Linked DNA regions of Lactuca sativa: region 1 is linked to region 2. Evidence: chromatin contacts called from public Hi-C data. All regions are on one chromosome and are shown on one strand. The core of a region is the stretch at or near the end of the contact, and the rest is flanking DNA. Distances in the headings are between cores, read along the strand shown.

What was found. Hi-C and Micro-C count contacts between places; a contact is called where the count stands out from the background.
Region 1: a contact with region 2 is called in a Hi-C map of leaf, with 6 times the contacts expected there. The contact joins the promoter of LOC111892801 here to the promoter of LOC111880008 in region 2. A contact is called at or near these places in 3 of 4 Hi-C or Micro-C datasets (leaf and seed).

Annotation. Positions count from the first base shown.
Region 1 is chr2:41,702,438-41,708,459 of Lsat_Salinas_v11, reverse strand. It overlaps LOC111892801 (protein METHYLENE BLUE SENSITIVITY 1), which reads left to right and starts at 3,579. Exons shown (of 1, transcript XM_023888843.2): 1 at 3,579-4,298. The coding sequence starts at 3,786. The coding sequence ends at 4,106.
Region 2 is chr2:41,518,559-41,524,681 of Lsat_Salinas_v11, reverse strand. LOC111880008 (tyrosine-protein phosphatase DSP3) reads right to left here and starts at 2,984. Exons shown (of 5, transcript XM_023876426.3): 1 at 2,628-2,984; 2 at 2,461-2,554; 3 at 2,104-2,155; 4 at 1,947-1,990; 5 at 902-1,404. The coding sequence starts at 2,821. The coding sequence ends at 1,147.

The DNA of each region.
Region 1 (6,022 bases), core at 2,330-4,829, 180 kb before region 2:
ATTTTAAAAAATTAGTTAAAAATAACAACGATAAATAATATTAAACCATATATAATATTTAATGTGTAACTCGCGAGTAGAAGTCATTCAAACGATTGAGATTATGACGTTATAATAGATTTATATATTATCATATAATTCAAAATAATTAATATACTATATCAAATTAATATACGAATTATTATATCAAATTTAACAACAATGTTAGTGTTATATTTTAAAAAATATATATTTGTAAAGACTTCAACTATATAGGTGTTTCTGTGCATTACAATGTCAACTCAAATATAAATTTCAGTTCCATTTAAAAGAACTAAAGAATATTTTGTAAATAGTTAAAAGTGATAAATTGTAGTGATAAAAACAAAAACTAAATTGTAATCTCAATTTAACTAAAATATTTCTTAAATATATTTTTATAATCGTTAAAAGTATCCAAATAAGTAACTTAAATTAACTTACAATAACAATAGTTAAAAACAACTATATATAAATGATTATATTGTTAGCTTTAAAATAAAAAAAACAATGTTTGATGTTTTAAATAATTATAATGATAAAAATTAAAACATTAAGCAAATAAATTTTAAAAAATTAATTAACAATAAAAACAACTATAAATAACATCAAATCATATATTATATTTAATTTTATTCATGTGAAGTCATTCAAGCGATTGAGATTATGAAGTTATAATAAATGTATATATTATCATATAATTCAAAATAATCAATATATTATATCAATTTAATATATACAAATTATTATATCAAATTTAACAACGACGTTATTGTTATATTTAAAAAATAATATATTTGTAAAAACTTCAACTATATAGGTGTTTCTGTGCAACGCGCGGGCATTCGCCGTGTATATATATATATATATATATATATATATATATATATATATATATATATATATATATATATATATATCAAGGTTGTAAAAAACGCTTGACGTTAACTAGTCAGTGGACTGGGGTTAAGCGATTAATCGACTAGGCGGAGATTAATCGGAGGATTAATCGGGGACCATTAATTGCTAAATTGTTAAATTTTAAAAAATTAAATATGACTAATATCATATCAAAGTTCATAAATACCACTAATATCATGACAAAATAGGTTAATACGATTAATACAACACTAATCATGCCTCAAATAGCTTCCATTGAGATAAAACTTCTTTAAAATGTTAAAATTTCATCGGTTTATATTCTTTCACTCATTATGTATGTAGGGATTAATCGCTAGGCGCCCTCTAATCGGTCGAGTAGCGCCTAGGGATTAATTGGAGATTAATCGGGACCTAGTCGGGATTTTTACAACAATGATATATATATATATATATATATATATATATATATATATATATATATATATATATATATATATATATATATATATATATATATATATATAATCTGAAGGAGCTTATTAACAGTAATTTTCCATGTTTTTGGTTTTGAGCACAAAACTTTACATGTTTTAGGTTTTGGCCACAACAAGTTTGGGAAATTGACAATTTTAATCCTTGAATTGCTTTGTTTTGTAGTTTTGGCCACAATAAGTTTGGGAGGTTGACATTTTTGGTCCTTGGATTGCTACTATCTTAATATTTACATAAGCAATCTCTACTTTAAAATTATATTTACATAAATGGTCCTTATAATTATAGAAATGGTCCATTTATTGATAACAAATTACGGAAACGGTTGCTTTGTGATTTACACTTTTATCACATATCTTTTAAAGTTTTCCGATTTTCACCAAAAACGGCATAGCCGTGCTTTGTTTACTAGTTAAAATAAAAAGTGAATGGATCATAATGCCCTTTAATCTTAAAACCCTTTTGCCTACCCTGATAGATCGGTGGTATTCCCAACAAATCCCCAATTGGATGTGCCATAAATTTCCCCAATCTTTAATGAATCGCAACCTCTTCAAATTAAACTCAAATAAGTTAAGGCTGCCAAATTGGGTTCCAAATATAAGTTGAGGCTGCCAAATTGGGTTCCTAATACGATGATGATAGCTTCTTCCAAATCATAAAAACCCCGACTACGTAAAATTAGAAAGAATTTATGAAATTTAAGAAACAAAACATGAAAATAGATACGTAAAATTAGAAAGAATTTATGAAATTTAAGAGAAAAAACATGAAAATAGATATAGCTTCGTAGCATGTTTTTCTTACTGTATTTTGAGATAAAAACAAACTTCAACTTTACGATAAAAAAGAAAACACAATAAATTTGAAGAAACTAAATAAAGGTATAATAGACTTTCTTACATATATAGCTTTAGATAGTTATGTATACCGTAAGGAAATGAGTTTAGAGCTACTACTAGAAACTTGTATTATGAACATGAACCAACATACATTACCTGCGATATTCAAAATGGTAACAAGCATCGATGTCAAATTCTCAACGAATCTTCAACTAAATAAGAACGAAGAGGATAATGAATCAAAAATTGATAAATTCAATAGAAAATAAAAAGAATGGGAAAAATAGTCAATTGATAAAAAAAAAGATTTAAAATAATTATAAAATATGTTTAAAAGGATAAAAATAAGGATTTGGGCAAATTTGATATTTTAAAATTTTACTAAGGATAAATATGATATTTAAAAAAATGATGGGCAAATATGATATTTTGATGTTTAATAAGAGTATATACGAAATTCTCTCTCATAGTTATTGTATTGGAAATTGTAATTGACGATATAAACTAGCTGTTTTAAAATGGAAAATAAATTTTTTTAGGTAAAACTTTATATGATAAACAAAGTATCGATCTCATATTTTCACAGGTTTTTAACAAATACGGGTGTTTTTGGGATTAAAATGTTTATTAGTTTATTCCGAAATTATTTATTTAAAGTGATTATTAGTTTATTCCAATTTAACACGTAATAAACATTCTTAGGTGTTCGGTTATATTATAACGGTAATAAACTAATCTAAATATTTTTATTTAAAACTTTGTTTAAATGTCGAATCTTCCTGTTCTAGTAAAAGAATATGTTTATTCTTTTTTGGTTATGTGACACCTTATTATGACATATAATTAACGTAATGTCACTTGTCAACCTATTGATTTTTTCTTTTAAAATTTCACAATTTTTACTCTAATTAAATTAAATTAATAACATTATAATAAAAATTAAAATAACATTAATACAAATTATAATATCACGTATTTACTTAAATCAACGATTATAATTTCATAAAATTAAAAATTTATCTTTTAATTAAAAATTTATTTAAAATAATTGATTAATTGTTTTTATTTTCTACCATAAAAATTTAATTAATTTTATAACCATACTTCATACGTATTATAAACTAAAGTAAAACTAAACTAGTAAATTAATAAAGCATTTTTAAATAACATAAAAAGTTTTAAATAAACGATTCCAAACCCCTCGATTTATGTTTTAATATTTTTGTTTTATCAAAAATCAAATCCAATCTTTCTTATAGTTAATTTTATTTCATTAAACATTAACATAAATTTCCATAGTATTCTCAAACGAGGTCACAAATCAGAATCCAACAACTCAAGCTCGATCCTATTTGTTATCACATCCGGAAAAGAAGAGAAAAAGAAAAAAGCTTTGTTATTCTAATTATTTAAAGGCCACCAATTAGGGTTCATCACTTGTTCCCATTTCAATCTATTCTCTTGTGTTTATCCGCTTCCCCTTTTCCTCATTTCCTCTCTTCTATCGTCGTCGATCGAAACCCTAGCGTCCGTGGTAACTAACAAGCAAAAATGACAGGAAAAGCGAAGCCGAAGAAGCATACGGCGAAGGAAATCCAGGCGAAAGTGGACGCGGCCACGACCAACAGAGGCGGCGGCAAGGCCGGAGTTGCTGATCGGACCGGTCAGGAGAAGGGAGGTCACGCTAAGTTCGAATGCCCTCTCTGCAAGATCACTGTACCGGATGTTAAAACGATGCAGATCCACCATGAATCGAAGCACCCTAAGCTTCCGTATGATGAATCAAAGATAACTAACCTCCATGCCGTGCTCGCACCCGTCGCGGATACATCCAAGGGTCGCCCTGGTGTTCGTGGTAGTCTCAAGAAGTGAAGATCTTCATCGATTATCACGGATGAATCGTCAATCTCCTCTGCCGATTCGATTTAGGTTTAATTTCTCAATCTCGTGTTCCTTAAATGGATGATGGTTTCTGTTGGTGTGTTGTTGAAAGCTAAGCTATGCTCTTATACTTATTTATATATTTCGATCCTAAAATCTATTATCTATCCTTTGGATTGCTAATTATTTTTCGTTAGGTAGATAGTTATGATGATCTTGTTTGTTTAATCTCATATCTTCAACATCTTTCTAATAGGAATCATGTGTTCAAAGTTGCGATATTAGATAAAACTTTTGTTCAGAGTTCTTGATTTCTACACCTCTAAATCTTTTCTATGGTATTCGATTTCCCAATTAACAAACGTGAAAGTTGCCATAAACGTAATGATTTTCTTGTTTGTTAGGATCAAAATTAGGAGATTTGATGAACAGGTTGTGAATTGGTTAATTAAGATGAAAGTGAAATTACCCACTCAACTCTTGCTTTAATCGATTGCTTCTCTTTTTCCCTATTTGTTCTTTGTTCACATATTCGCCATTGTCGGCGAAGGGGGTGTCATGGCAGCTCACCTCTTCATTTGTACGGACGCCTTCTAATTTTGTGTTCACTCTTCCTTATGATCAAATTCGGAAAATGTTCACCTCTTATTTTTTCTTAATTTATTTTTACTGTTAAATTAAAACGATATAATTTAAATTAAAAAAATAATAAAAGAAATCTTAATTAACACAAAATTAATAAAAATGAAAATGTTTTTCTTACTTGAAAATAAAAACTACATAATTAAAATTAGAAAACAAAACTAGAACATAGTAATCATCAAAATACATCACACCAAATTTTCTTCCGAATCCTTAAATCCTTGATTTTTAGCTTCTTAATAAACTCGATTTATCTTTAAAGGGCTAAAGCAAAAGGGCCAAGAAAACCCCAGCAACTCAATCAATATCAACAACATGTCGTGACCGGTTAGGCTTGGTTGATTTTGTCAGAAAAGAAAGTAGGTTTCGGGGGTTCATTGATTAGTACACCCCCGGTGCTGGTAAGGTCGGGACCGGACTTAGCACTTAGGAGCTCTTTCCCTGTGTGAAGATCCTTCAAAGAAAAACAAAAATGATCCTAAGTGTTTTGAAGTCCCTCTCGACTTTGGATCTTAGCACCCAAAAAGTCTGTTTGTAGAAACGATCTAGGCTTGTATTCGGAGTTTCCTTGGGGTTGGTAAGGCGAAATGGGGCCACCCTAGCCCATTGAGTGCTCTACCTCGGGTCATCGACATCATACGTTCTACTGAAATAGATTTCGCGGAAAACCAGCTATATCCGATCTTGGTTGGCCTTTCACCCCTAGCCACAAGTCATCACCGTATTTGGCAGCCCCTTTATTTCAAATAGAATACCTATCCTATTAGCTCTGAATAGCTCTGAAGCAGGAAAGATTCTTTGCTTTTCTACACTACATTCTAGACGGAAAGGAGATGGTTGTTGAACATCTTCCTAGGCCCCTTTCATTGTACTCTTCCCTTCTTCTTCCCTTTCTTGTTATAAAACGTGAACTTTGAGCTTTTTGTTCTTGATAATCCATCATTGTTTTTTTTTTTTTCGATAATTTTCCGATAAACGTTGTTTCTTGTAATGAGATGACAACGTATCCTATGAAGTAGACAATGATGATGATAAAATAAATATGAAAGTTGTGAGCGTTGGTTTTGTGATTGAAAAATGAATGAAAATGTTGGTATTCATAAAGTTTTTAAAAGAAATTATATATAAAAAATGGGGCAACTACTAGAGTTCTAGAGAAGAAGAAGAGACAGAATGTGGTGTCTAATCTCTTTGAAGCGACCCTCAGGCCTCGTTTGTTTTTCTACATAAGTACTTTTTGAGCACATTTCACTTCTAGCGGATAG
Region 2 (6,123 bases), core at 1,735-4,234:
AAGTGTATTAGACATATTATCTTGAAATTCTTGATTTTTTTTCTCTTTTTATGACAATTTTGACCCATTGACCAAGTTTGACCGAGTTGGCTGAGTTTGACCGAATAGGCCCGAGTTTGAGAGATATTGGCCGAGTTTTGACCGAGGTTGACTGATTTTTTACTGAGTTTGACTTAATCCGAGTTTTTTTGTTGAGTTCACAAAACTCGCATCGATGGAGGGCCGATTCCGAGTACTCGGCCGGGTAGGCCGATTTTTACAACATTGTTTATTAAACCCAATTGAAGTTAACTTTTGATCCGAAACCCTGCAACGTTTGTCCGATGCAAGTATGCAACAATGGCTTAAAAATTGTTTTGCTTGCAAAATTACTTTAGAAATAGTTCATGTAAGTATGTATGTATATGGTGGGAGTTACGTACGAATACTAGTAGATCATTATTTGACTTGCTACTCCTTAAAACTATCTTTTAGATCAACATCATAAATAAACAACCGATGATTTTTTTATAAAATATATTATTTTAAAAAGATGCTAAGTAAAAGTAACCGACTTTAACTTTATATTCATAAAATATTATTTACTTTAATTGATTTTCGTAGCATTTTGTAAAGATAATTATACCCGTTTATAACATTGATCTTGAATTTAAGTGATTTTTCAAGAATTTTAGATCTATAATTTAGTTTAAGACTTTTAGATAAGGTTTGTTTTGATTTTTTCGGATACAAGTTAGGAATAAATAAATATTTATGTGAATTACAAAAACCTCAATAACAACATATGAAACATCAATCAATATCAAATTAATAAAATCATTTACCAACAACGTGTTCACCAAGTACCATTTCATATAATGGGTAAACAACGCAATTTCAATTTTAAGATTTACAAAAAATCTACTCTTAAAAACTCATAATTCGTTACTATTTCTTGCAATTTGTCCTTTTAATCTTCCCGAATTACACATATACACATATATTTCCTTTCCCAAAACAAAAAAAGGGACTCGTAAACACCTTCAAGAACACTATAAGAATTCTCTCGATAAAACCAACTAAAAAAACACGTTCATGAAAGTATATATCTTCAAACTAACACTAAAACAAAGTCCTAAAAAGGAATTAACGCACGAATATTAAAACCTAAACCGAACTTATCCGTGCCTTGTGTTGAACATCTTCTTTGTAAAGCAAACGCCTCTTTTTAGACCCGTATCCATGATATTGATATATGATGCTATGAAGACATTGTCTTAGGTATGACACATCATATGCTTCTAAAAATTTTAAATCCGCATCTCGCGATTTTTCACCCGCATAAATCTTGTATTCTTCAAAAATTGAAGATAAGCACCAATTTTGTAGCTTTCGTAGGCACCCAACAAGACACCCCGTTCGATGCTAAAATTGACACATAAATGTAAGAAAAAAAATGTTAGGAAACAAATACATAAATATATAGAAAGAAAATACCACCAATAACAAAAAACTAAGTCAAATGTCACATGACAAGACATACAGACAAAATACTAGATAGATTGGACTGGACAAGCTTTGCAGGGCTATTCTAACAAGACTGACAAAATACTGATAGATGGGACTGGAGTCGAGTCCCATCTAGATCTCACCTATGGATTCTCACCAAGTAGGATGTACTTTTCATTTATTTAGATAGTATAGCAACCTACTTTCAATTATTTTTTTTCTTATTAAAACATTTTATTTCAAGAATCAATATTTTTCTTATTAGGACATTATACTTGATAAAATCAGCTAGATTATAGGATTTTAATTATAGTTTTATAATTAGGTAGATTTTTCAAAATGAAAGTAGAATGCTATAATCAACAAATACAAAAAAGTAAATCACTATTTATTGCTTTTAACCTAGCATAAACTATAAATATGCGTGTATATAGAGAAAGAGAGGATTTATGACATACTTTTCCTCGTTTGCAATGGATCAAAATGGGATGGTTTCTCACGTCTGCAATAAGAACACGAGGATTTAGTAAAAGATGTAGAAAAAAAAGGGGGAATAAATGATAAATCAAACATTCATGGTAAAACGTTAATGTTCTAATGTTCATGAAAATTTACCAATTAAAACTTTGAGGGCTTCCGTGATGATACTCTTGGGAATGTTCGCATCCTGCATGTATAGATCGTTCAAGAAATTAGACAGTGTTACAATCATTCGAATGACAGAAAACATAATGAAGTACAAATTCATGATGATTCGAACTCAAATTCTTAGAATATTGAACCCCTTTTGTTTCGTGAAAACGAATTGCGTATTCGTGTGAAATTCAAACATTCAGAATCATTCACCTTTTATCCCCAAATTTTATTTAATCTATGATTCAAATTCTCTGAAATTTAACACAACTCGCATCAAAATCAAGGGATCCCAATATCCATTGCAGCCTAAGAGAAAGAGAATGTTGGAAGAATAACCTTGGTGCCATCAATTCCAAACTGAAAGAGGCGAATATTGCGGGAATGAAGAAATTCCAAATTCTCTTTAGGGTATGATTCGGTGCACAAATATCTGCAAGAGGGCATCAAATTGATCATCAATGGGATCGATTATTAACAAGAAGAAAAGATAATTGGGGACTCACATGACAGATCGAAGCTGCAATGTATCAAGAAACGGGAAATCACTAGGCTGAGGAAACCCAGATCTATAAATTCGATCTTCGACGGTGGCGAAATTGATCGGAGGATGGTAGGACAGTCCAGCAGCAGGATCATCGCCGTTATTGGCGGCGCCGTCGTCGTCTAGATGTCTATCTTCTGCTTGCTTCATGATCATGAGAGAAAACAATTCAAAATCTTGCTCTAAACAGAAATCGGTGATGAATGCATGTCTTGTGATGTGGGTATTTGTGGGTGTGGGAAAGATTTGAAGGAAGGTGGAAGGAAACTCGAATTGACGTCAGCTGCCCAACTCCCGAAAAGATTTCATCTAGAATCTAAATTTAATTTAATTTTATTTTATCGCTTTTTGTTGAAACATTGAATACTTCGTTCGTTAGGATTCTTTTGACCTTTTATTTAAAATCTACCATATAGAAAACACTTATCATGGGCCTATTCAGCCCATTTTTATAAAGGCTGTGTCCTGTGTGCAACTTTTGGGTATGTTTTTTGACAAATCAAACTTAGGGGGTGATCGTGAATCGTGATCCAGTGGTATCGTGGTTTTTAAGTTCACACGTTACAAAAATATTTTATATAATATAAAAGGGAAAATAATTTGTCTGGTAAGTATTTTTTAGTTTTTTATGTTTAGGAAACTTTTTTTCTTTTTTTTACATATTTCACTATTTATTTTTATAAATTTCTTATAATATTTTTTTGAAAAACTTTTTAAGATTTTTTAAAATTTCTTATATATATATATATATATATATATATATATATATATATATATATATATATATATATATATATATATATATATATATATATATTTTTTTTTTCTATAGGTTTTTTTAATAGACAAAATTGCAAAAATGTCCCTGTGGTATGCATTTTTTTTTTTGAGATTTTAGCCCAAACAGTGACTTTTTTGGTTTCATAGTCCTTTTGGGATAGTTTCCTTGTAAAATTGGTCCCTGATAATCTTGAAAAGACTACTTTGTCCTTTTAATTTGTTTTTTCCATTTACTTAAATATTTTTTTCTTTTATTTAATTATAAATGTTAAATCAAATCAAGAATGAGACCCACCTCTCTCTCTCTCTCTCTCTCTCTCGTAACACACACCAACATTTGTTTTTCTCCCTCACCTGCAAATGCATTCTCTCTATTCGTTCTTAGAAAATCGAAAGTCTGGGGTGTGTGATTGTAATGAATACTCAACACTGTAAAAGAGAGAGAAAAGAAGGGAGAGAGAGAGAGAGAGAGAGAGAGTGCTCAGATCTGTTCGTAACCCGACCCTCATCATCTCTACCTCCACTGGTGTGTTCTTGAGGGTGAAAGAGATGAGAGGTTGCGATCAGTGTACCCACATACAAAAACTCTTTGAGTATTGTCTTCAAAAGTTCAATCGGTACTGCATGAAATCGATGAAAGCGAACGTCTTTCCCCCGCTGTCGAACGTCTTTCCCGCTCCCAATCTTGATCTTGATTGCTCACTTTATCTTCTCAATTAGTAACCACCGCCTACCTTCTTTTTGTCCTAACTGGTGAAACAAATCACAAGCCATCTTCTTCACTACTGTCACATAAGCATTCACAGGAGGTTTATAAAATCAAATTAAACAAAGTATAGCTAAAATAAAGCATAATTTGAACCAGAAGTTGTATGTTGAACAGTTCGCCTTCTATTAGTCCATCGTGAGTTGTAGTTCAAAGGAAAGAGGCAATTTTGCGATTCGTTATCAATTGTCTTCAATCGACGAAATGAAGCACATAACTAAAATTGCGCTGGTGAAGTTGAAGAGACCGAGACGACGAGAGCTTACCAACGACGGCAGCAGGTGGTGGACCGAAGAGTCTCAACAGCAGCAGTGGTGGTTAATGGGTGGAAGGAAGCGGTCCTCCGACGATGATTTGCAAAGGGAGGAAGACGGAGACGATCGTTGTAGTCGATGGTTCAGAAGATGGCGAGAAAGGGTGCTTGGGCTACTGTAATAGACGAGCAACAACCAAGAAAGGAAAAGGGGGTGTTTTGGTGATTTGGTCGACGGAGTGGATAGAAGGAGGGTGAAGACAGTCGGTGACGATGCGCTATTTTCCGGCCACTTCTTGACTGATCTGATAGCGAAATACATGGTAGGGGGTTCGGTGGCCCTTATCGACGAAGCAACAAGGAGGGTGTTTGGATTTAGAGAGAGAGAGAGAGAGAGAGAGAGAGGCAGGTGGGTCCCATTCTTGATTTGATTTAACATTTATAATTAAATAAAAGAAAAAAAATATTTAAGTAAATGGAAAAAACAAATTAAAATGGCAAATTAGTCTTTTCAAGATTATCAGACACCAATTCTACAATGAAAGTAGCCCAAAAGGACTACGAAACCAAAAAAGTCACCGTTTAGACTAAAACTCCAAAAAAATGCATACCACAGGGACCATTTTTGCAATTTTGTCTTTCTAATATAATGTTTTAAATTTTGTTTAACTTTATATATATATATATATATATATATATATATATATATATATATATATATATATATATTTTCATATAATTTTAATAAAAATACTTTTAAACCAAATATTTTATATTGGTATTAAATTTTTTAACTTTTTTTTATTTACATTTTCATACTTTTCTGTAACAATTTCATACATTTTTTTTTTAATTTCATGTATTTATTTCTAAACTTTTCTTTTGCAATAGTTTTAAAGTGTTTCACAGATTTTGTATGATAATTTAATATGTTTTTTATAATATTTAAAAATAATTTCGTTAAATACTAGTTTAAAATGTTATATTAGAAAAATTAATACTTTATAAACTTCTAATTAAAAAGTATTAAAAAGTTGTAATAATTTAAGACATTTACATTACATAAATATTTTATTTTGTATTTTCTACATAATATTTTCTTTTTATCTTTTTAAACGACCCTCCATATTTATTGTTACATATTTAATATATTTATTTTTATTGTTAAATACTATTTACTTTAAAAGTATTGTATATGCTTAAAAACAAAAGGAAAAAAATACATAAGCGGCTATAAAAAGTATTTCATAAAACAAAAATATATTTATTATTTAAAAAGTAAAGTTTAAAGTTGATCAATATTAGTTTAATATTTAGGATATTATGGATACTTTAAAAATAATGTTTGAAAAAAATAATATAAACAAATATGAAAAATAAAATCGCTATTAAAAGTGGGAAAAAATGACTTATCATGTTAAATAACTTTTCGTTTCGTTCACAGTTATGCAACTTTTTTTGTACACATTTGACCATTTAACTAGTTAAATGTGTTCGCATATTCTATTGTCATCTGCTATAGCGGGTGACAATGATAATATGTAGCTCTTTAAAAAAAAGTCAATGATATTATGTAAACACATATAACAAGTTAAATGGTCAAATGTGTAAAAAAAATGTCTAAATATGAACAAAACGACAAAGATAATAACAATGGTA